Linked DNA regions of Gossypium hirsutum: region 1 is linked to region 2. Evidence: chromatin contacts called from public Hi-C data. All regions are on one chromosome and are shown on one strand. Each heading gives the region's core, a stretch centred on a gene start, on an enhancer-like site or on the middle of the called end of the contact. The rest is flanking DNA. Distances are from core to core; before and after follow the strand shown.

Evidence for each region. A called contact is a pair of places that touch in the nucleus more often than the background predicts.
Region 1: a Hi-C map of leaf shows a contact between it and region 2, with 2.2 times the contacts expected there. The contact joins two enhancer-like sites. A contact is called at or near these places in 7 of 34 Hi-C or Micro-C datasets (leaf and petal).

Annotation. Positions count from the first base shown.
Region 1 is chrD05:31,004,168-31,009,757 of Gossypium_hirsutum_v2.1, forward strand. It overlaps LOC107904174, which reads left to right. Exons shown (of 15, transcript XR_001686148.2): 12 at 485-637; 13 at 742-823; 14 at 1,045-1,775; 15 at 2,063-2,541. Among protein-coding and RNA genes, the nearest start is that of LOC107904174, 10 kb to the left of the region's middle. Within about 2 kb of position 3,089, at least 3 of the 9 cell types and tissues checked have an H3K27ac peak or open chromatin away from gene starts, as enhancers often do. A contact at or near this core is called in leaf, where this site is marked.
Region 2 is chrD05:30,962,379-30,968,246 of Gossypium_hirsutum_v2.1, forward strand. No RefSeq gene overlaps it. Among protein-coding and RNA genes, the nearest start is that of LOC107935283, 19 kb to the left of the region's middle. Within about 2 kb of position 1,378, at least 5 of the 9 cell types and tissues checked have an H3K27ac peak or open chromatin away from gene starts, as enhancers often do. A contact at or near this core is called in leaf, where this site is marked.

The sequences.
Region 1 (5,590 bases), core at 1,839-4,338, 44 kb after region 2:
ACCTCAGAAGCTTAATTATTAGGATGGGAGAGCCTGGTTCCAAATAAACCTCACAAGAAAATCCTGTACTTTTTATGTGGGATTGAAGTCTCATACCTTGTAACTTGGTGCCTATTTGGGCTATGGCTTTGTGCTGCTTATTCTAACCCCAGGCAAACACTACTATTTCGGCATCACCATGTGGATTGCATGATTGCATTTGAGGGATATGATGGATAGCTCTGATGTCAATTGATTTGAACCTTAGGAGAACCACAATTTAGAAGTTAGATATTAGAATGGGATAGCTCAAGTCAGTAGAAACCCTAGATGGATTTCCCGTACATTCAAGGAGGCTGGATCTACATTGGTCAGTGACTTAGTTAATTCGACAAACAACTGCTTCTTTGTGATTTAACTTGCAATAGATTTGTGTGCGTAGTAGATGACTCTTGTTACTATATGAAAAGTATATGAGTGACTTTGATGCTTTAAATGCCTGCAGAACTGCTTTTGAAAATGCCTTCCGCAAGATGTACAACTTACCATTGGATATGGAAGCTCTTCCTCCCATGCCCCAAGATGAAGGTCACTGGTCTTCCTTGCACAGCTGGGTGATGCCAACCAAGTCCTTCTTGGAGTTTGTTATGTTTTCACGGTAATTTACTGAGTTTTCTAATTTTATTTAATCTTATCTCTCAAAATCCTTCTAGAGCACAGTACTGTGAGTGATGACTGGAAATCTAGATGATTCAACTGCAGGATGTTTGTTGATTCTCTCGATGCCTTGCAGTCCAATTCTAGTGAGGCTAATATGTGTTTGTTGGGTTCCACATATCTTGAGGTAAGCCCTTTTGTTCATACAAGGGATTTAAATAGCATTGCAACATGACATTATGGCCATTATTTTACTGTTTCGGCTCTGTCTGCCATTGATATTCACGGTAAATAATTCATTATGCCTGCAACAGCAGCAATTTAAATCCTTGTTCCTATAACATTTGTAGGTTCCAAAATTCCATTGAGAGTCTAATCTAATGTTGCTCTTCTCGGTTTATTTGGCAGAAAAAACAATGTTACTGTCGGGTACTGGAACTCTTGGTCAATGTTTGGGTTTACCATAGTGGGCGGAGGATGGTCTACATTGAGCCACACTCTGGTTTGCTTGAAGAGCAACATCCAGTTGAACAACGGAAAGAATTTATGTGGGCTAGATATTTTAACTTCACATTATTGAAGTCCATGGATGAAGATCTAGCTGAGGCTGCGGACGATGCTGACCATCCGAGGAAGGTGTGGTTGTGGCCATTGACCGGGGAAGTGCATTGGCAAGGAATTTATGAGAGGGAGAGGGAAGAAAGATACCGGTTGAAGATGGACAAAAAGAGGAAAACTAAAGAGAAATTATTGGAAAGGATGAGAAATGGGTATAGGCAGAGACCACTTGGATTATAGGATACTTAGAAGCTAATTCAGATGACCGTATTCTAAGTCTAACCTAGAAACACTGAACTCCTAACACGAATGCTGAACCCCTTTTTCTTTTCTCAACCCGGGAAGCCGGAAAAATGACTGCAGACAAGAGAAGGCGAGTTAAAATCTAACAGCTTTCAAGACATTCTATTCTTCCAATTCTTTTTTATCAAGTAAATTGCTTCCAAGAATCTGAGGGGAGACAAAAATAGCTTCCTGGTGTTTTTGTGGTTCGCTAGCGACTCAAGCTGATTTACAGAGGGATATCTCAGGAGACAGAGCATACCAGTTCCGGGATTTTGGTTAAGAGGGTGACAATTATGGTAATTCTTTTCCACCATACAAGAACATTCAATTTAATGATGCATCTCTTTTTCTTTTTTTTTTCCCTGTTTTAATCTTGTTTTCACAAAAAAAATTTGGATATTTCATAGGCAATGTTGATCAGAGTTATATAGTTTAGTTTCTGCCGAGTCTTTGCTTTATTATTATTATTATTATTATTATTAATTTCATTGATGATAGTTTTGATTAAGCAAATTTTATAATCGGATGTTTGAAGAAATAATTTTCCACCCTGAATTGATGTTCTGAAATTGGCGCCATGTAGGTTAGGGTGTAAACGAGACAGTGGTTCTTACTAGCTACGGGGTTCGGTATGAAAAATATTTGAATTAGTTTTGTTGAGCCGAGTTGAAGCTCGAGGAAAGCTGAGTTTAAAGGGCTTAATGCCTTGGTCGAGGTGGTTTGCAGATCTAGCCGGGCATTGGTTTTTAATATAATTTTAACTAGTATTGAAAAATCTTAGCTCGCACGTAAATATAAGAATTTTTATTGAATTTACTCGTAGGAGTTTGAAAAATATATATATTATTTTGAAATCAGGTTCTCAATGATTTGATTTGGGCTGATTTCTTTGCTTCTATCTGAACCCCATTATATCAATAATTAAGAGCAGGAAAAAAAAGAGAGCTTTGAATCATCTGTATTATTGGTAATTTAAGGGAGTAAATTTCCATATTCTGATGTAAATTAATGCAAAAAGATATAAACTTACATATTACTTAATGAGAAATAATTTTAAAAATAGATTTAAACAGTTTCATTTTTAATGGCATTTCATTATGTTGTTTGCTGTTTATAGGTTTCAAATATAAATAAAAGAAATGCAATATATTTAAGTTAAACACTATTCATTGGCTTACATTTTGTGATTATATATTTGAGGTAGTTTGATTTAAGTCATTGATGTCCTCTGATTTTTACTTTATTATTGTTCCTGTTTGATGAATGCTTTTAGGATTATTTGATTTTTACTCTATTCTTGTTATAAATTTTTCTCTTATTGTTTCCTCCTACAAATTTGACGTTTATTGGATATTTTTAGGTGGTTGGCAAAAAAGAAAAAAAGAAGGAATTTTTAGGAATGAATTTTTTAGATAAAGGGAGCATTTGGAGGACAAAAAGAATAAAAAAGAAACAATAGTCTAGCTTAATCTAAATAAAAAGTTAAACCTAATGTATAAAAAAAGTTGATACAAATATGTTATGAATAGTGATTGGAGTTTATAGGTGGGTCCAAACCTGGCCCGTATTAAACTTGTCCAAGGAACATCTGAATACTTCGATGACTTGCTTTATACAAATATATCCAAGAAAAGAAAATACATTTTTTATTAGGGAAGGATAGACCTGCCTAAGAGTATGGTAGTCCGTTCAGCTTGATTTGGGTAGAATTTGAATAATGATTTTTATACTTTGATTTGGTTCAGTTTAGTCCAATTTTAATTTAAATAATAACTATTTTTAAATTAAATTTTAATTATAAAAATATAAATAACAATTAAAATATGTTTATAATATTTTATTAATTTTTAATAATAAAACAAACTTTTTGGTTAAACGATTTTAAAATGGACTTGAATTTGAAAAATATTTTAGAATTAAACTTCAACCCAACCTAACATAGGGGTAAGCAAAACTCAATTCAACTCAAAAAAATCGAAAAAGAATTTGAATTTTTAGTTAAACGAATCGAGTTATTCGAGTCAACTCAATTTTTTTTTTGAATTTCAAGTTCGAATTCAGTTTAATTTTCAAAATCAAATAACTCGAATAATTCAAATAAATTAAATACTAAACTATAATATTTTACATTTTTACCCCAGGCTTTTTTACTTTTCCCCCAATACTTTTACTCCCTCCCACTTTCCCCCCAAAATTTTTACTCCTCTCTCATCTCACCCCCCATTTACCCCAAACCCATTTTCTCCCTAATTTTTTTTTGAATATTTTCCCCCCATTTACTTTCCCCCAAAATTTTACTCCCCCATCTCTCAACTTTTTATTTTCCCCCTAAATTTTTACTTTTCACCCTTTACCCCCAAATAAAAAATCATCCAAAAAACTCTAAACCTAAATAGTAATAATTTTATTTATATCTATTATTAATATTGTTAAATTAAATTTCACATTTTCTACTTTTTATATTATTGAATTGTTTAATCATATTAAATCTTTATAAATTCCTATTAAAATTGAATTATTGATGATGCCATAAAATATTCGTGTTAAAATGTTATGTTAATATCAATTTCACATTTTATCTTTAAGATAACTTTTATTAAAAAATTACATTTTTATATTTAATATTTTTTTAAATTTCAAAATACATAGTGACGAAAATCAAAAGATAATTAAAACAACCAACCAAGCAAATAAGCTAACCCATATATAAAATATTAATAAATAAATTATGAGGAGATGAAAGTTAATAATAAATTTGATTACAGTGAGTGATAGTGGTTACAAAGACCCAAAGTCATTTTTTAAAAAAAAATTTAACTCAAACAAATATATTCGATTCGACTCGATTCGAATTCCATATCGCTCGACTCAATTCAAGAAAATTTCAAATCGAGTTAGAATGATAAAATAGGATTCACTAACTCGATTAACCCAATTTTCATTCGATTCGATCGAACGCTCACCCCTAACCTAACTTATAAACACCTCTAAAAAATACATGTTACTGTTTCATACTTAAATCTACTAAAAGACTAAAAGTCGTTTTTGTCTCTTCATTTTTGAAATCAAATTATTTAGCACATTTTCAACTTCAAAACCCCTTTTTATATAAGCCTTGTATAAGTGAATCTCTACTAGGCCCTTTTATTATAGGAACCAGATTATATAATTTCTTTAATATTAAACAAATTAATTTAGTTCTTATATTAGTAAAAAGAATTGAATAAGTTAAATTTTAACAGAGTTAACATTTATTGTTTAAAAAAAACATGAAAAATATGTTCTTCATTTATAGTTTAACTCTCAACAAATTATTTTGAAAACTTTTATTAACAGTGTAGTTTACATGTCGTTTTTTAAACAACAAATGTTAGAATTTAATCTCATTTGGTTCCTTTTATTAATTTATGGATTAAATTGATTTATTTAATAATAAAAGTACTAATTTAATAAGAAGAACTTTACAAATATTTTCAGCTCTTAATATACTACGGGCATAGGTAAATATTAATTAAAACATTTATCTCTTTAATTATAGGATGTTTTATGAAATATTAAATTCAACATCTTTATTTAATTATGTGCAATTAATGTTGATTGGGTTTATAATTGTTTTTCTGAACAGTTCCAACAGAATTCATTATTATAAGAATAATTAACAGAAGAAAAACTAACCATTAATATAACGTTTAGATTTTCAATTTAATCTTAATTCTGTTTTTTTAGCTAAATTTGCGTATTCCTTTTCTTAGGCTTTTGCCTTTTGTAACAGGAGTATCAATTTACTTACAATCATTTCAAGATTTTTTCTTAATGTATGACTCTTGTGTAAGAGTTATTAGCCTCCTAAAGCTATCTTGAATAAGTTTTACTCCAAGAATGTAAATTGCTTCTCCCTTCTCCTTCATTTCACAAATTGAGGACAACTATTTTTTTTCAATTACACAGTACTCCTTTACTACAAGTCATGCCTTGTCACTCTTGATCGCCCCATTAGACTCACACTTTAATCTAGGAACCCATTTGTTCCTAATTGTGTTGCGTCCCTTTGGGAGACCAACCAATATTTTTTTTTTTGGTGAAAACAATAACTCCATTTTTTTTCATTGCC
Region 2 (5,868 bases), core at 128-2,627:
TTAGTTATTACAAATGACATTCGATGCTTTTGGGGAATAATAAGCTAAATAGACTGGGTTGTAATAACATATTACAATGAACCAAACATGTGCATTGTAGTGGGCCCACTGACTCGGGCCTAAATGAATAGCTCATTCCATTCAACTAAATAGGCTGTTAAATAATAAGGCAGTAATAATTATTCTACCGTTTAACCCATTTAGTGAAGCAAACGTGATATTAAAGTTTTAAGTATTGGGATTTGAGTTTGAGTTTGGGTTTTTAAGTCAATGGACTTCTGGCACGTTTGGTTCATTGGAATGGAATATAATTATAATAAAATAGTTATTCTATAAGAATGAAATAGGACTGTAATAGAATTGAATAGGTATAACAATGGTTTGGTTGTATAGGATGGAATGAATATTGTAATAGTATTCATGTGTTTTGTTGAGAGGAAATGGATATAAAATAGCAAAAAAAAAAAACTTAAATGATGAATATGCCATTTAATAAATTAAATTGTGTTTTTATTTTTGTAAAAATATTAAAAACCCAACAACGTTAAATGCTAAAATGACAAATATACCCTTTAATTAAATTTAGTGATTATTTTATAATTTTTTAAAATTAAATGACCAAAATATAAATTTACTAATAGTTTAATGAATTTGGGTGTAGTTTACCTATAAAAACCCACCAAATACCCAAGCCCACTCGCACACCAAAATCCCAAAACCTACCAGCCATCATCACTTTCTTTCCCATTTGCAGTTCACGATAATTCTTTTCCTTTCACCCAAATTTCTCATCAATAATTGTTCTTAAAATTGCTTCATTCCAACATTTTTATTTTATCTAAAATGATAAAATATTTACCCTTCAATTCTTATCTACTTGTTATGCTTGGAAATTTTGGATTCCAAAAAAATTCACAGAGAGCAACTAACCATAGTTTTCTTTTTTGCCTTAAAAAGACCAAACAATAACAAAGATGAAGAAAGATGCAAGGTACTTACTTTGAAAATTTAAGCAGATTTAGTTCCTTTAGGTATTTCTATAGATGGGTTCTTGTTTCTTTTCTTTCTATTTTGTTTGAGTGTTTGAGATTGACATGATTGAGTCTCCTTTCTTAAAGATAAATGTTATAAAATTTTGTTATTTTTTTCTACTATGGCTTACTTGCTGCAATGTTCAAATTAAAACGTTGTTTTGTTGGATGATCACTTGGGATATGTTAATTGATTTTCTTTGTTTTATTTTAGAGTTTTAGATGATTTTCTGCATGAGTAAATTGGGTAAAAAAAAATCTATTCTGGGAATTACTGAATAACCCATTTAGAGGTGGGTGTATTGAATGGTGACTACAAGAGTCTACCGCTTGGCCCCGAATTAAGCTATTTGGTTAAATGTCCATTCAATCAACCAAACACTTGCTTCGTTGTGGCGGGTTGAATACACTTGGAATGACTTAGCAATTCAGGTGAACCAAACAGCCCATTAAGGTTTTGATTTAAAGATAATAGAGTTAGTTTTTATTTATAATTCTTTAACTATATTGATATATTTAAAAATTAATATTTTATCTTAGGAGCGTTCGATCGAATGGAGTGAAAAAATTTTGAGTTAATTGAGTTGACAAGTCCTATTTTATCATTTAACTCAATTTGAATTTTTTTTAAAATTAAATTTTTGTTACAGTATAACTAATTCCATGTTAGAGTACATAAATTTGAAACTATATATATTTGAAAACCTTTTCAAAGCAAAATAATAATAAAAAATAAGATACTTTAGTATGATAAACTTAAATTATTAATTAACTTATTTAGGTCCCAAAATTATTATTTTAAAAAATTTTAAAATTTTTAACTTTCTTAATATTCTTTAGAATTTTTTTTAAATTTTAATGATTTTTTAAAAAATATATAAATTTTGGAATTTTATAAATATTTTGATTTTTAAAAATTATTTTTATTTTACTTTTTTGTAATTTTTGTTGAGATAGAGACCAATTGGCTAATTTTCAAAATTGACAATGACCAAAGGGGTATTTACACCAATCTGTTATTCGAATTGTAAAAATCAACTCAACTCGAAATCAAAACTCAAATTACTTATTCAAATTGACTCGAAAAAATCAAATAAATTAAATAACTCAATTCAATTAACTCAAAATTTAAAAAGAAATTTCGATTTTTTCGAATCGAATCGAGTGTTATTCACCGCTCTTTTATCTATTAAAAAAATTAAAATTGGATTTAAGATGAAACCAAATGTTATTTTCAATTATTTTATTATACGTTAAAAACAAATGACTTCATACTTGTGTAACTCTTTTACTACACTGAAAATCAATATATATAACCAAGTTGGAATGGACCTAGATTGAAATTATTTTATTCAAAGCTGGCCCGAATAAAAATGTTACAATTTTTACGTAAACCTAATGTTTGCATATCATATTTTTATCCAAACTCTCGTATATTTCAAACTGAGAAATAACTAACCTTTAAACAGTTCTAGGATTACACAAATTTTTTAAAACTCAATATGAAACTAACATTTTAATGTTGTGTAAAAAGTTATATTAATATAAAATCTCTCAACTCCTGGTTATAATCAGGTTCGTTCTTAATATTTTTGGGCCCTAGGTAAAACAATAAAATGGGTTTTAGATTCCTTAAAAGTTAGAGAAAATTTTTTTTAGATCCTTTAAAAGTTAGTAAAAAAGGTTTTTGAACCCTTAAAAATTAAAAAAAGAACCCCTTAAAAACTAAAAAAATAATATTTTAGACCCATTTCAACCTTAGATCCTGGGCAGAGACCCCAAGGCTGGGCCTGATTATAACACCAAGAATACATGAATTGTCAAATTTATTATTTTATGTGGGAAGAAATTTGAAAGAGAGTAAATTATAGAGAGAAAGGTAAGTAAGTCAACGTTTTTCTCAACACCGCCTATTCCAGTAGGCCTAGCCCATTCGGATTGGCCTTGGATAAATTGATTTTCATTTTGTATCGGTCTGCCTTGAATTAAAATTTTAACACTAAAATTAATACATTTATTAAAATTTAATTATAAATATAAAATAAATTTTTTCAATATTTTAGTTTAGATAATAAAATTGACTGACTCAAATATAATAATAATAATAATAATAATAATAACAATACCATAAGCACCTCTACTTTAAATCTTACCAACAAAATTATTAATAAAAATAATTAAAATAGAGTACAGTTTGAAAAAGAAAAGTGATTAATAAAAAAAAGGAAAAAAACTAAAAATATATGATTTAAGCATACGCATTACAAAATTATGTATAAGTGTTTTGTCTTATAGTTAAGTTAGAAATGTTATAATGGTGCATTTGGAATGTATGTCTAACATAATAGAACCACCCAGTTAAGGGGGAAGTTGTGTCTTTATCTTTCTTTTCAATATTCCTTTTAATTTTATAAAAATTGAGTTGTTTATAGACATATACTTATATTTTTATTAATATGATAATAATTTTATATAATTAAAAAATAATTGTTTAAATAATTAAAACAGCATATTTCACTAATATGCTAATTGATTTTACAACAATTATTATATAAAAATATAAATATTGTATTATTACACAAATTAAATTATTTTCAATTTCAACTTAAAGGATAAATTTAAACCTAAAACCATATGTAGGGGTAGGGGTGTTCAAATTTCGGTTAAACTTGAATTAATCAACCGAACCAGTCTAATTCGGTTAATTGGTTGGTTAGTCGATCTAGTTCGGTTGGAGGTCGGTTAAAGATTTTTTGGAATTTTGGTTAATGGTTAATTCAGTTTGAAACCGGGTAATTAACCAAATTTAATAAATAATATTATATATTATATTATATGTATTAGGCTATTACTAATTCAGTTAATTCGGTCAAATGAACATTATCATTTTTTTATATGTTTTATACTTGTTTTAACAAAAAAAACCATATAAATTTTGATTAATCCGATTAACTAAAATATTTTGGTTCAGTTAATTTTTTTTGAAAAAATTTTGGTTCAGTTAACAGTTAAAAGATTAAAAAGCCCGATTAATTCAGTAAATACTAGTTTGGTTCGGTTAACCAATCGATTAATTGTTTGAACACCCCTAAGTAGGGGGTGGTGTCAGGAGAGGGGGAGATTGGTAGGGTGTAACACCCCTTACCCGTATTCAATACCGGAATAGGGTACGAGGCATTACCAAAACACATGCACTTGTAAACGTATTTAACCGAGTTATAAAATTTCATTTAAATTAAAACTTTCAAAATAATTAACATGCTTCTATAACTTTTCACAGTATATCCTCAAAATGTTATAATCATAATAATTAGGGTTTACGAGACCCGATACATACTCATGCAATTCAATGCTTCATTTCCATTTCCCTCAATTCGCAATTTCTCATGCTCACGCTTTAGATCATATCACTAGCAATTTCCATTTAATTCACGTACAATTCAATGACATCAAGTTCAACACTAATACGTATTTACCATTTAACTCAATGTTTATTGATTATACCATTCAATAACACATTTATGAAATTCTCAATTTTGCAACGAAAATATCATTTTAGCTTGAATAACAACATCGTCCTGATATAAATACACTACCACTTATCCATTTACTTTAATTCTTTTGGGCCCATTTGTCACTTACCATCCTTAATCAAATTAGGGAACGATTACGGAAAATTGAGTACTTCACTTTCACTTTGCCGTAGTATAACTATGGTCTTACATATGATCACTTATCACTTGTCCCTGATCAAATAAGTGTAGCTAGGCTACCACTTATCACTTTGTCACTTGATCAGATAAGAGTAGCTAAGGCTACCACTTATCACTTTCTCACTTGACCAGATAAGTGTAGCTAAGGCTAACACTTATCACTTTGAGGCTAACACTTATCACTTTGTCACTTGATCAGATAAGTATAGCACTTATCACTTTTTCACTTGATCAGATAAGTGTAGCTAAAGCTACCACTTATCACTTTGTCTCTTGATCAGATAAGTGTAGCACTTATCACTTTTTCACTTGATCAGATAAGTGTAGCTAATGCTACCACTTATCACTTTCTCACTTGATCAGATAAGTGTAGATAAGTGTAGCTAATGCTACCACTTATCACTTTCTCACTTGATCAGATAAGTGTAGCTAATGCTACCACTTATCACTTTATCACTTGATCAGAAGTACTCAAATCCGGCGTTCCGCTCAATTTGATCATTTATTCATATATCAGGCTTACCAACATGTGTTAATTCATAAACCATTCATGACATTATTTCATGCCACATCATATATTGAATATACCATACACACATACTATGAAACTTTATTTTCACACGAGTTTAAACCATGACCAATAATGCACAAATATAAGTATAATTCATATTTCATCGTTTATCAATTAAAATCAAGCATATGACCAATTATACACAAATCATTCACATATTTCCCAATTTTCCTCCTCCTCCTCTCCATTCCACATCCTTAATGTGTATAACACACTTAAATAACATTAGCTATAATTTCACTATTCACTCACATGTATATTCAAAACTGTTTATCCGGTCAGAGTCACTAAATTATTTTTATCTGGAGCTACAGAGCTCCAAATTAAGATCCGTTAATTTTTCCTGAAACTAGACTCACATATCTTCATATCATAAAATTTTCAGAATTTTTGGTTCAGCCAAATAGTACAGTTTATTCTTTAAAGTTTCCCCTGTTTCGTTGTCTGACAGTTCCGACCACTCTTCATTAAAAACTAATTATCGCATTGTAAAGAATTTTGATGATGTTTTTGTTTGTTTCTTATAAAAATAGACTCATTAAGGATTCTAACC